Linked DNA regions of Sus scrofa: region 2 is linked to region 1. The links are chromatin contacts, called in public Hi-C maps. All regions are on one chromosome and are shown on one strand. Each heading gives the region's core, a stretch centred on a gene start, on an enhancer-like site or on the middle of the called end of the contact. The rest is flanking DNA. Distances are from core to core; before and after follow the strand shown. Region 1 holds the start of C17H8orf48. Region 2 has its middle 31 kb from the start of DLC1.

Evidence for each region. A called contact is a pair of places that touch in the nucleus more often than the background predicts.
Region 2: a contact with region 1 is called in a Hi-C map of subcutaneous adipose tissue, with 1.6 times the contacts expected there. The contact joins the enhancer-like site here to the promoter of C17H8orf48 in region 1. A contact is called at or near these places in 12 of 47 Hi-C or Micro-C datasets (adipocytes, embryonic fibroblasts, fetal heart ventricle and 5 more) and 1 of 2 datasets of contacts at active chromatin or transcription factors (skeletal muscle).

What each region holds. Positions count from the first base shown.
Region 1 is chr17:1,608,565-1,614,412 of Sscrofa11.1, forward strand. C17H8orf48 reads left to right here and starts at 1,618. Exons shown (of 1, transcript XM_005674591.3): 1 at 1,618-4,272. The coding sequence starts at 2,001. The coding sequence ends at 2,810. All of the region lies in intron 1 of DLC1 (rho GTPase-activating protein 7), which reads right to left.
Region 2 is chr17:1,665,690-1,671,030 of Sscrofa11.1, forward strand. No RefSeq gene overlaps it. Among named protein-coding and RNA genes, the nearest start is that of DLC1, 31 kb to the left of the region's middle. Within about 2 kb of position 3,637, at least 11 of the 83 cell types and tissues checked have an H3K27ac peak or open chromatin away from gene starts, as enhancers often do. A contact at or near this core is called in retroperitoneal adipose tissue, skeletal muscle and subcutaneous adipose tissue, where this site is marked.

The DNA.
Region 1 (5,848 bases), core at 368-2,867:
CTGAACAATTAACTGAATTCTGCTAGTTATCACAAAGAAATTGGTAATTTTAGCAAATTTACTTGCTTCTAGGGCAAAGTTATTTTTATGTAATCAAGATATTTACAATGGTATTTAAAAAAATTAAAAGACAGATTACTCCATACATTTAGCATATTAGAAGATATGGCTATACTTTAAGCTCTCCTGTTCAATGTTTTGGGTGAAAATGTGTGTTATAATGAATTGTGTGTAAATAAGAATGTGTAAATATTTCAGGGAATGAGAGAGAGTATTGAAACAAAAAATAAAAATGAAAATCTTGAACTCTTGAGCTAGAAATTATTTGGTGTTCACCACAAATTATCTATTACCTCTTTTAAAAGATGAATATTATATGATAAAATATGTTTTGGGTTACATAAGTGAAATGGGGATCTCTTTATCTTCAGTATGAAGCTGGCTCGTAATTGAGAGATGCTTTTTGAACATTTCAGACTTTTTACTCTGCCAAAATGAACATTTTTAGAATAACCTTAAATATATCTGGCTAGACTTGAATAACACCACAGAGAGAGAGAGCGCGCACGCGCGGGAGAAGGACCTGAGCAAGGGAACCCTTTCTCTCAAAATTATCTCAGGCATTTCCTAAGATCAAGATTCAGATATTTATTAAGATCTAGAAAAAGTCAATCTTCAGAGTTTACATTATATAATTTCCGAGAATAACTGTTAAAAATCTTCCTTATTTTTAAAAACTCTATTGTAAAAGCATGTATTATGAGTGGCAGTCAATTTGGAGGTTTCAGGAAGAAGACTGGAATTCCTTGAGCTGCCACAAGATCCAGGTGTGGGCTTGTGTGAAGTAATGCTTATTTCTGTTTCCATAGCCATTCAACACATTTGCTCAATCAGAATATACCCAACATCTTCTATGTATCAGATACCTGCTCACTGCTGGGCAACACTGACAGGATTTCTGCTTTCATGGGGTTTTTAACCTGGGCGGGGGTGGGGGTGATGTGGAAGGACTTGTCAAATGTGCATAAAACACAGAGTTGCAAACCCTGAAAGAAAGGCTGTAAAGTCAGGTATTGGGGGGCAGGGGTGGGTATGAAGCCCTTCCTGAAAAAAAAAAAAAAAAAAAAGGAACTTGTAAAAGGAGCAGTAATTAATGATATAAAGGGAGAGGAATGCCAGTGTGCCATTCAGAGAAGACACTGCCTGACCTAACATCTGAGAAACCGTGATTTGGAAAACTGCAAAGTCGTCCGAAACGCTGGAGCACAGAAAGCTGTGCAAGATGAGGCTAGAGAAACAGGAGCCGCCGTGACATTCAGGAGTATTATAGAATGGTTTCAGTACTTCAATTTTTACCCTAGCACATGGTCTATGATTAGGTGATCTCCTGGCTATCAGCCTGGCAGATATGTTTTTGCTTGTGTGTTTTCGCCAGCAGGATGTTTTTGCTGCTGCCGTTTCGGGGTTTTGGTGGGGGAGGGTGGTGGGTACTTTAGGCAGCGCATCCATTCCTGCATTAGTTAAAGACCGCCTTTCCCGGTTGGCTTCATACACGTGTACACTTTTCTGAGTTCCAGGGGAAGGGGCGTTTGCAACCTTTTCTCGAGGATTATTAGATTTTGTACTAAAATAACACGGAAGAAGAGACTCCAGCGGGTAAAAACAGAGGGCAGCCCGGAAAACCTGGCAGGAATTAGGCAGGTGGAGTCGGCTCTGGAAGGGCGGGAGAAGGGGAGGAGCGCGGCGCCTCAGCTACCCACTGCGCATGATCTTTCCGGGTTGCCGAGGCAGCAGGAAGGCGTCGCCCGGAAGAGGTTCCTGAAAGAACCGCTGGCTCCAAAACGCGTACCCTGGGGGCTCCAGCCTTTCTACTTCCTGAGGCAGCCTTGACTATGGCAAAGCAGACGAGCAGCAGAACCTGATACAACGTGATGGCCATCCGCCTAGAAGCCTGAGGATTCGGAGAGATAGGGGGATTGGCCCAAGCGGACTCCTGGACAATGGCAGACCTTTCTAAGGAGACCTTCGAGTCCTTTACGGATGAGGTACAGAGTTCTAGTTCATTCAGTTCCTTTGGAGGACCGCATCTCAGGTCCTACGGCTCTGGGAGCATATCTGAGGGTGGAACGCCGACTACACGCTCAGAATATGGAGACGACCAATCTGAGCTTTCAGACTTCGAAAATAACGAAAAGAAGTTGAGCAGAAAACTGATCAACAACCTCAAGAGCAAGGAAGAAAACTCTGGACAGTACCAGTCAGACACTAAACTTCAAACAAAAATCTCTGAGGCATCCTTTGAGGAACTGAATGCCCTGCAGTCTTTCTGCGCCATTAAGATAAATCTGATCCATCATAGAGGGAACTCTAAGGGGAAAACAAGCAGCAGACATAAAAAGCTGCAGCCTAGATCGAATCCAGAGGCTCCAGAGACAAATGTATTAAACTGCACTGTCCCTAATGAGCTTTTGAACAGACTCTATTTTGAAAACATGAGGGCAGCACTCAAACAGGTGGCAACATCTAAGCAACACATTTCTTCTCAGTGTCCCAGTTGTAACAAGAAAAGAGCAGAACTGGCCCAATCTGCCTTCCTGAAGCAAAAGAAGACTTTACTGGAGTCTGTTCTACTCCGAGAGAAAATAGATGAACATCTTCATACAAAAGACTTTCTTACCCTTATCAGAGAAGCACATCAGAGCCTTCCCAGGCTTTCAGATGACCCCAGAATAATCTGGAAAAGACTGAATGAGAAAAGTCGTATTGGATACTCTGCTTTTGAAAGGTCAGATACAAAGCAGAAGATGTAGCAGAATGGAAACAGTGCCTGTCATTCACCTTTTTCTCTACCAGTTCTCAAACTATTCTAATTAAACAGGGGATGGTATTTATTAATGATAATATGTAATGTAGATAAATGTTTCTGCTGTGTATTTAAATAATTATTATTCCTACAGGCACTTTGGAAATTTAAGAGTTTACTATCTTCCTTCACAAATTTGAGGGCTGCAAACTTTCCACCCAGTAGTTTTTCAGATTATAGAGGGCAACGTTTCAGTTGGAATAGTTACAAAGTTTTTACCACAATCCAGGAGAGAGATGCTGGCAACTTGGACTAGGGTTTTGATAGTACAGATAGAAATAAATACAGGGTTGTAATAAATAGTTAGGAGGTAATAACTGACATTCCTTGGTAAAGAAATGGATATGGGGGTTTATTAAAAGGTAAATGTTAAGAATGTTACTAAGTTTCTGACTGTGCATTTGGATGAATGATATTGTCTTTAAGAGAGGAACACCGAAAAGAAAGATGTTTGATGAAGAGGGTGATTATTTGACATGGTTAGTTTGAGGTATATTTGAGACATTCATATTGAGAGCTTGAGAAACATTTAGTTATTTGTGCTTGCAGTCTGGAGAAAAGGTCTAGCCTAGAGATTAAAGTAAAGGGTTGTGGCAGTGGGGGTGGGAGTGGTGGTCCACTGGCATATAGTAGTTGGAAATTAAAGTCATAGATATGGTGAGCTCTTCTGGAAGAAAGGAGAATGAGAAGATAAGAAGCTCTATGACCAATTCCTGAAAATCCACTAATAATGGCTGGGTAGAGGAGAATAGGCCAGCAAAAGAGGTTGAGAAGATGTCATCAGAGAAGATTAAAGGAAACCAGGAATGTGTAGTATCACAGAGACCAAAGAAAGAGAACCTTTCAAGAATGGTGGGTTGTCCAAGCATGCCAGTGCAATAGGGAGTTTGCATAAGGTGATGCAGCCATGTGTTGGCCTTTTGGCCTTAACCACAGCCACTTCACTCATACCGATTGGGCAGACTGACAAAGTAGATCAAGGAATAAATGCAGGCTAATGCAATTAGGAAAAATAGGTATAGACTGCTTCTTAAAGTGTAGCTGTGGAGGGAGAGAGAGGGGAGGTAATTTTTCTGCATGTCTAACACCTAAACTGTCATAGTCAAACATCTGTAAAAATCAGCAAAAAATAGCTTTTGTTTCATATTCCAATATTACTCATTGACTTTGGACTTTCACTGAAGTATAGACACTCTTTTTCTCCTATAAAATTTAGTATATTTTCTCTAAATCATTCCTAAATAAAATGGGAACAAATCATTACCATTTTTGTAGTAATGTTTTATTTGAAATCCACGTTGTGTCATGCATTCTTTGCCATCTTAATATATTCATATTTCATGTAATCAAAATTCCGAATAATTTCCCATTTAGAATTTCCCCATTAAAGGTCATAATTTACTCCTTTAGTCTTTTGTTCCTCCTTTTAAAAAAAAACCTAATTTTGGAGTTCCCGTCGTAGCACAGTGGTTAACGAATCCGACTAGGAACCATGAGGTTGCGGGTTCGGTCCCTGCCTGTGCTCAGTGGGTTAAGGATCCGGTGTAGGTTGCAGACGCAGAGTGGATCCCGTGTTGATGTGTACAGCTCCGATTAGACCCCTAGCCTGGGAACCTCCATATGCCGCGGGAGCGGCCCAAGAAATAGCAAAAAAAGACACAAAAAAATCTAATTTATATATCATACCTAATTTTTAATTTTCCTCCCCGTCTATATTTGACCCTCTCATCATTCTCTGAGCTCTTGAATTCTTTGCACCACACTTGTTTCATTCTTCATCTTTAGTTTTAAATTTTCATTATAAAATGGGTAACACATTTACATGGTTCACAAAACAAAAGGATATTAAAAGGTTTTGTATGCAAAGCAGCCTTTCTACTCTGTTACCATTCTACCCCAGTCTGCCAGACCCCTGCCCTGCCACGGTTAACTCTTCACTTGCTGAATCATGGGGCAATCAGGTATCCTGGGATTAAAGCAGAGGTATAGAGAATTCAGAGAATGGGGGAGTGGCCACTTAACCAACTGGGACAGAGTATTTCTGTATTTTAACCAGTACAACTTGATGAGTGTATACAGGCTGAATATTCATGTTGCCTAAATAGCCACTTACATTAGTTTTGGACATATTCTCCAAGTGTTTTCTTTTCTCTTCTCTTCTTTGCTTTGCTTTGCTCTTCTCTTCTCTTTTTTTTTTTTTTTTCTTTTTTTTCTTTTTGGCTGTTCAGGGCTGCACCTGCGGCATATGGAGGTTCCCAGGCTAGGGGTCCAATTGGAGCTATAGCCGCCAGCCTACACCACAGCCACAGAAACACGGGATCGTAGCCATGTCTGTGAACTACACCACAGCTCATGGCAGCACTGGATCCTTAACCCACTGAGCGAGGCCAGGGATCAAACCCGCAACCTCATGGTTCTTAGTCATATTCACTTCCACTGTGTCATGACGGAACCTCCTCTCCCAGTGTTTCTTTATGCAAGAACAAACACGAAAGATAATTCTATACCTTTTCTTTGGTATATTTTTCTTGCGATAACACACGTGTGTGTATATATAAAAAACATAAAATGTGTTCTTTTAACCATTGCTAATTGTACTATTCAGTGTCATTAATTTACAAGGTTGTGCAATGTTTACCACTATTTCCAAAATTTTTCATCACCTTAAACAGAAATTCTTGATCTTTTGAGCAATAACCCTTGAATCTCTCCTCCTTATCAGTCTGTAGTAACCTCTAAAGCACTTTCCTTCTCTATGTATTCCCTATTCTAGATATTTTATACAAGTGGGATCATAATATTTATGCTTTCCTGTCTGGCTTATTTTACTGCATACTATTTTCAAGATTCATCCTTGTCGGAGACTGTGTCAGAACTTCATTCCTTTTCATGACTGAGTAATGCTCCATTGTATGTATAAACATCATATACATGTTTATTCATGATGGACATGGGTTGTTTCTACTTTTTGGTTATTTCGAATAA
Region 2 (5,341 bases), core at 2,387-4,886, 59 kb after region 1:
GGGTAAAATATTTTTGCCTGGAATGTATTAAGGCTAATGGTAAATCTTGAACTAAGGTACCAAACGGCATCTGCGGAGGTGCAACATTAAGATGACATTACTTAACAGAAACATATGTGGAAAACTTGGGAGCCTCAACATAAGACTTCATTGGATTCCTCTTGAAAAAATAGAAGTTAATGTGATGACGAGTGAAATAAATTCAGGAGATGACAATCTTGTTCCAGTATGCCCTAGTGTGAAAACACATGGGGAATTTCGTGAAGTTCTAGGCAATAAGCACTACATGGAAAAATGACAAATAGGAATTCACCCAGAAAATAGCAGCTGTGTCATATGGGGAATGCTTATTACAAATGGAAATGTTTAAGTTGGAGCAAGGAAGACTTAAAAGAGACAAAGCACTGTCACAAGCCTGCCATATGGATGAATCTGTGAAAATAACAGAGGGCAAGTTTCCCATTAACATAAACTAAAACATCCTAACATTAGCTTTGATTCAAAATGGAACGTTTCTTGGAGGGTTGTAAGTTCCCAGGACTAGGGATGTTCATGTGGACCTGGAACTATAAAGTCAGATATCAGGTGTTCTATCGATAGTTTTGAAATGAATAATTGAAGATAGGGAAGATAAATTTATCATGCACCTACATTTTCCTATCTAGAAAAATAGTCATATAATTTATTCAATAATCACTTCCACTGCAAATATAATCTTAATTTACTGATTAGAGACTTAAAGCCCAGAGACCAACTTAGTAAAGATCACAAAGTAAGTGGAGACCCAGAATTTCTCCAAAACCTCTCTGGCTCCAATCTGTGCCTGCTCCATCCAGTTGTTTTTTTTTTTTTTCCAGACTCAAGATTATATAATCCACCAGTTACTATAGATAATATTGGAATGGAGAATGATAAAATGCAGATACATGAGTATGTTACAAAATATTAGATACATGTAAATAGACAACCCTATCAATCATGAAGCTTTTTTTCTACTGAGGGGTGACAGAAAGCAGAACAAGATTATTTTAGATAGTGCTAAGTGCTATAAAGAAAATGTAAATATAGAGGGAGGAGAACTTTATGTAAGGCAGCTAGGTGAGACCTCTTCAAAGATGTGAAATGCACCTGAGACCTGCAAAGAGAAGGAGTCAGGTGTGTAGAGAGCCGTATGTAAAGAGTTCCAGGCTGGAGTAACAGAAAGCCATGAGGCAGACATGAGATCCAAAAATCTGTTATTAAAATTTGGCAAATAACAGAGGTAATTCGTGACATGTCATCAGAGAGAAAGTCAGACTTTAGCTAGACCTTCTGGTCTATGCCAGTGTCTAGATTCTATTCTGTATCCAGTGGGAAGCCTTACATGATGTGGGCACATGCTAAAAGATGTTTATTACAAGCTGTGGAGGATATTTTTCAAGACTGACAAGGGTAGAAATAAAGAAATCATCAATAAAGATATTTCAGAAGAATGAGAAAGTAATACCCAACAATAAAAATGGAGATAAATGGACTTTTTCCAGCTTGTAAAGCCTTTATTGAAACATAAGTTACATAAGATAAAATACACATATTTGAAGTTTGTGGAATTTTAACACATATATGTGCTTTCAGCTACACTTTTGAGGGAACACAATCAGGACATAAAGAAATCTTTTGGATAATAAAAACTTTTTTTAAAATAAAAATGAAGTCTTAGAAAATAAATTGAGGTCAAACTTCTAGAATATAGGACAGACTAGATATAGTGACAGAAAACTTAAGAGGCATAGAGGATCACTGCAATCTCCAACTATTAAATATTTTAAAAAGTGAAGAATATTAGTGATATAAAATGATATTGCATAGTTTCATGAGGGAAAAATAGGATTTAGGAAATAGTAGAGCCAACCTGAAGTAACATTAAAGGGACTTCTTAGATGGTCAGATAGGCAGTAGGCCCACAAAACCAGAATGAGAAGCATTGATGGAATTATTTGTGACTAACCTCTCTGGGGGTAAAAATAGGTGGTCTAAAATACGATTGAAACTTTAGAAAAACTTGAGAATATGATGCAAGTGAGTAGAGATTTAAAAAAATTTTTTGTTGTTGATAAACTCCACTAATTGACCCATTTCAGAGATTAACCAGACAGAGCAGAACATAGCTATTATCAACTCTGCTGATATAAAACTTAAATGCATAGTTGACATATGTGAAAGGGAAAGGAGAATGGAAGGAAAGGTAGGAAAGAGAAGTTCCTCATTTCACAAAGTTCCTCATTTCCTATCATTAATGGATCAAGAAAAAGTGGTTTAAATCGATTTTTTAAAGTTGCAACAGTAACCAGGGAAGCATCTATAAGCAAAGAATTACTGTTGGAAAGAAGGAGCAGGAAAACTAAAGCTTAGGATAGGTGAATTCTCTCTTTTCCTGTTAGAAACTCAATAAATAATGTCAGTAATCAACAAAACAAAAACCTCAGTATAAATACATGATTCAGAAATGAAGAGATAATCACCAGATAATGAATTGAGAACAACAAATGATTTTTGTCTCTGAAAGCAGAAACAGAAAAATAGTGATTAGGACTGCAACTTGTTTTTAATTCTAGATTTTCTAGAAATATTTGAGTTTTTAAACCACATGTATGTTTTGTGTATTTCTTTTCTTTTTTTCTTTCTTTTTTTTTTTTTTTTTTTTTTGCTTTTTAGGGCCACACTCATGGCATATGGAGGTTCCCAGGCTAGGGGTCTAATAGGAGCTACAGCTGCTGGCCTACGCCAGAGCCACAGCAATGCCAGATCTGAGTCGCATCTGCGACCTACACCACAGTTCACGGCAATGCAGGATCCTTAACCCACTGAGCAAGGCCAGGGATGGAACGCGTAACCTCTTGGTTTCTATTCGGATTCCTTTCCGATGCACCACAACAGGAACGCTGTTTTGTGTATTTCTTAAAGAAACATTAAAAAAAGTCTGCTACTGAATTTCCCTTTGTGGCGCAGCGGAAACGAATCCGACTAGAAACCATGAGGTTACAGGTTCCATCCCTGGCCTTGCTCAGTGGGTTAAGGATCCTGCATTGCTGTGAACTGTGGTGTAGGTCGCAGATGCGGCTCAGATCTGGCATTGCTGTGGCTCTGGCGTAGGCCAGCAGCTGTAGCTCCTATTAGACCCCTAGCCTGGGAACCTCCATATGCCCTGAGTGTGGCCCTAAAAAACAAACAAACAAACAAAAAGTCTGTTATTGCTAATTAGTAATAGAATTTCTGAAACATTAGATATGTTCAAACATTTTTAATTATGATACTGTTTTTCTTAATATATCTACCTAATATATCCATCTATAACTACTCAGTAAAAATGTGAATGTGATAAAAAGTATATCTGTATTCCAAATAGAAATGGTGCCATTACCTTGGAAGAAAAAAAGCAATAGATTTAGAATTGAAAAAGAAAAACACTGGGATAATTTCCTGGAGTGTGCCTCAGTTGATAATTATTTATCTTATTTGTATGTTCTTTCTTATTGCTAGGCAATTGGGATATTTATACAACTACATCATAGCTTTTTATTATTATGTGCTGGAAACTTTGATAATAAAATGAGAGCTCATCTTGCTTGCTAAACTCAACTGAGAACAACTTTAGTAAAAAAAAAAAAAAATTGGAAGAATTAAGGAAGCAACCAGCCAAACACTAATAAAAATCAGATGCACTATAAACTGCACAAGATCTGAATATAATCTGTTCTTTGTTAACATCAAATAACTATTCAGTAGCTTGAGATTTCAATTCACTATATATCAGGGATATTCAAAAGTTGTTAGTGATGAATCACATAGCAAAGTAAATTAAGGCTACTAATCGATTATGTTTTATATATTGCCATTTCTTGATGTCAGGTTATCCATTCACTTCTGGATGATTTTTAATTGAAATAAACTTGTATTAAGGTTAAAAAATATGATCTTTATTATTCAAGATTATTTGTAGCAATATGTTCATATGGTTGGCACTTTTTACATTCCAGAGCATTAATATTGCACAAACTGAATTGGCATGCACTTATTTCTTGGCCAATAATAACTTCCATGGCATGTGACTATGAAGGCATGAACCTGAAAGCGATCCAAGAACTTTCACATCTCTGAGGGACCATGGAAAGGAACAAGCAGACTCTGACCAGAGCTATTTACTTTTTTAAAAAAGTAGATATTTATTAAATGTTTACTTGGATCCAGTTTCTGCACATTTAAAACATGCCCTGGAATCAGGATGATATACTTTGACATTGATTTTGGTTACTTTGCCCTGGGAAGGTGCTATAAAATCCAGAATCCTTGGGTTGATTTCTTCTATTTTGACGTCCTTGTTTTTCCCTCTGACCTGTCACACAATTTCCATTTTTGATCTACATAATTATGCAATTCTCAAATAATGTTCTTAATGGCCAACTGCAAGAGAGAGAGCACCCAGTATTTAGGCAAGGGTACTTTCTGATTAAGTTATCCTTTAATTGATCACCCCATGTTTACTCTAACCCACTTTATTACATTGGAGATAATTGTATATGACCTCCAAATTCTCAAATGTCACATAACGATCTGGTGATGGCTGGGACATGGAGACGGGGATGGCATACTCTAGGAGGCTGGCCTTGACCAATATTTATTAACTGCTTTCTGTGCCTCTTTCAGTTAAGATGTATCAAGTTCACAATTTTTGCATGTTGCAGGGAAGCGCAATTTGGAATAATATCCATTAGAGTCAATTGCTGTGGAATATGTTGCCTTCCCCACATAGTTACACACTAGGAACTTTCAAATCACAAAACATATAGGCGAAAACATATGGAGAACTGGGAAAGGAGAAGGAAGAGGAGGGGGAGAGAAAAGGATATATGTGGATGATGATGATCTCCCTTAACTTATCAAACATGGTAAAGCAGCCATCTGAGAGTGCATTTCATTTCTGAAATCCTTAGAAAATATCCTTAGACGTCAACCCTTTACTTGAAGATCAAGCTGTTCTTTCTCACACTATTTTTTTCCATGCATGATATGCATGATTGTAACTTAGAATATGCTGCAAGTATTTGGGTTAATGGAGAGGTGCTCCCAAAGCCCCTGGACTTAATTTTTAAAACATTTAAAACCTAATTTTTAAAAGGTTAAATTACTGCTCCTACAGGGCATCTTTTTCCAGGCACCCTCTTAGATGGTTGCTGGATTTCCATGGGTGTTGAGGAAGGGCATGGTCACTGGCTTTGCCAAGGCCCTTGGAGATCTGCAGTCAGGCACCCTTCCTGGTGGAAACCAAGCTGGTCACCAACTCCTGTACATCCCTAACACTTTA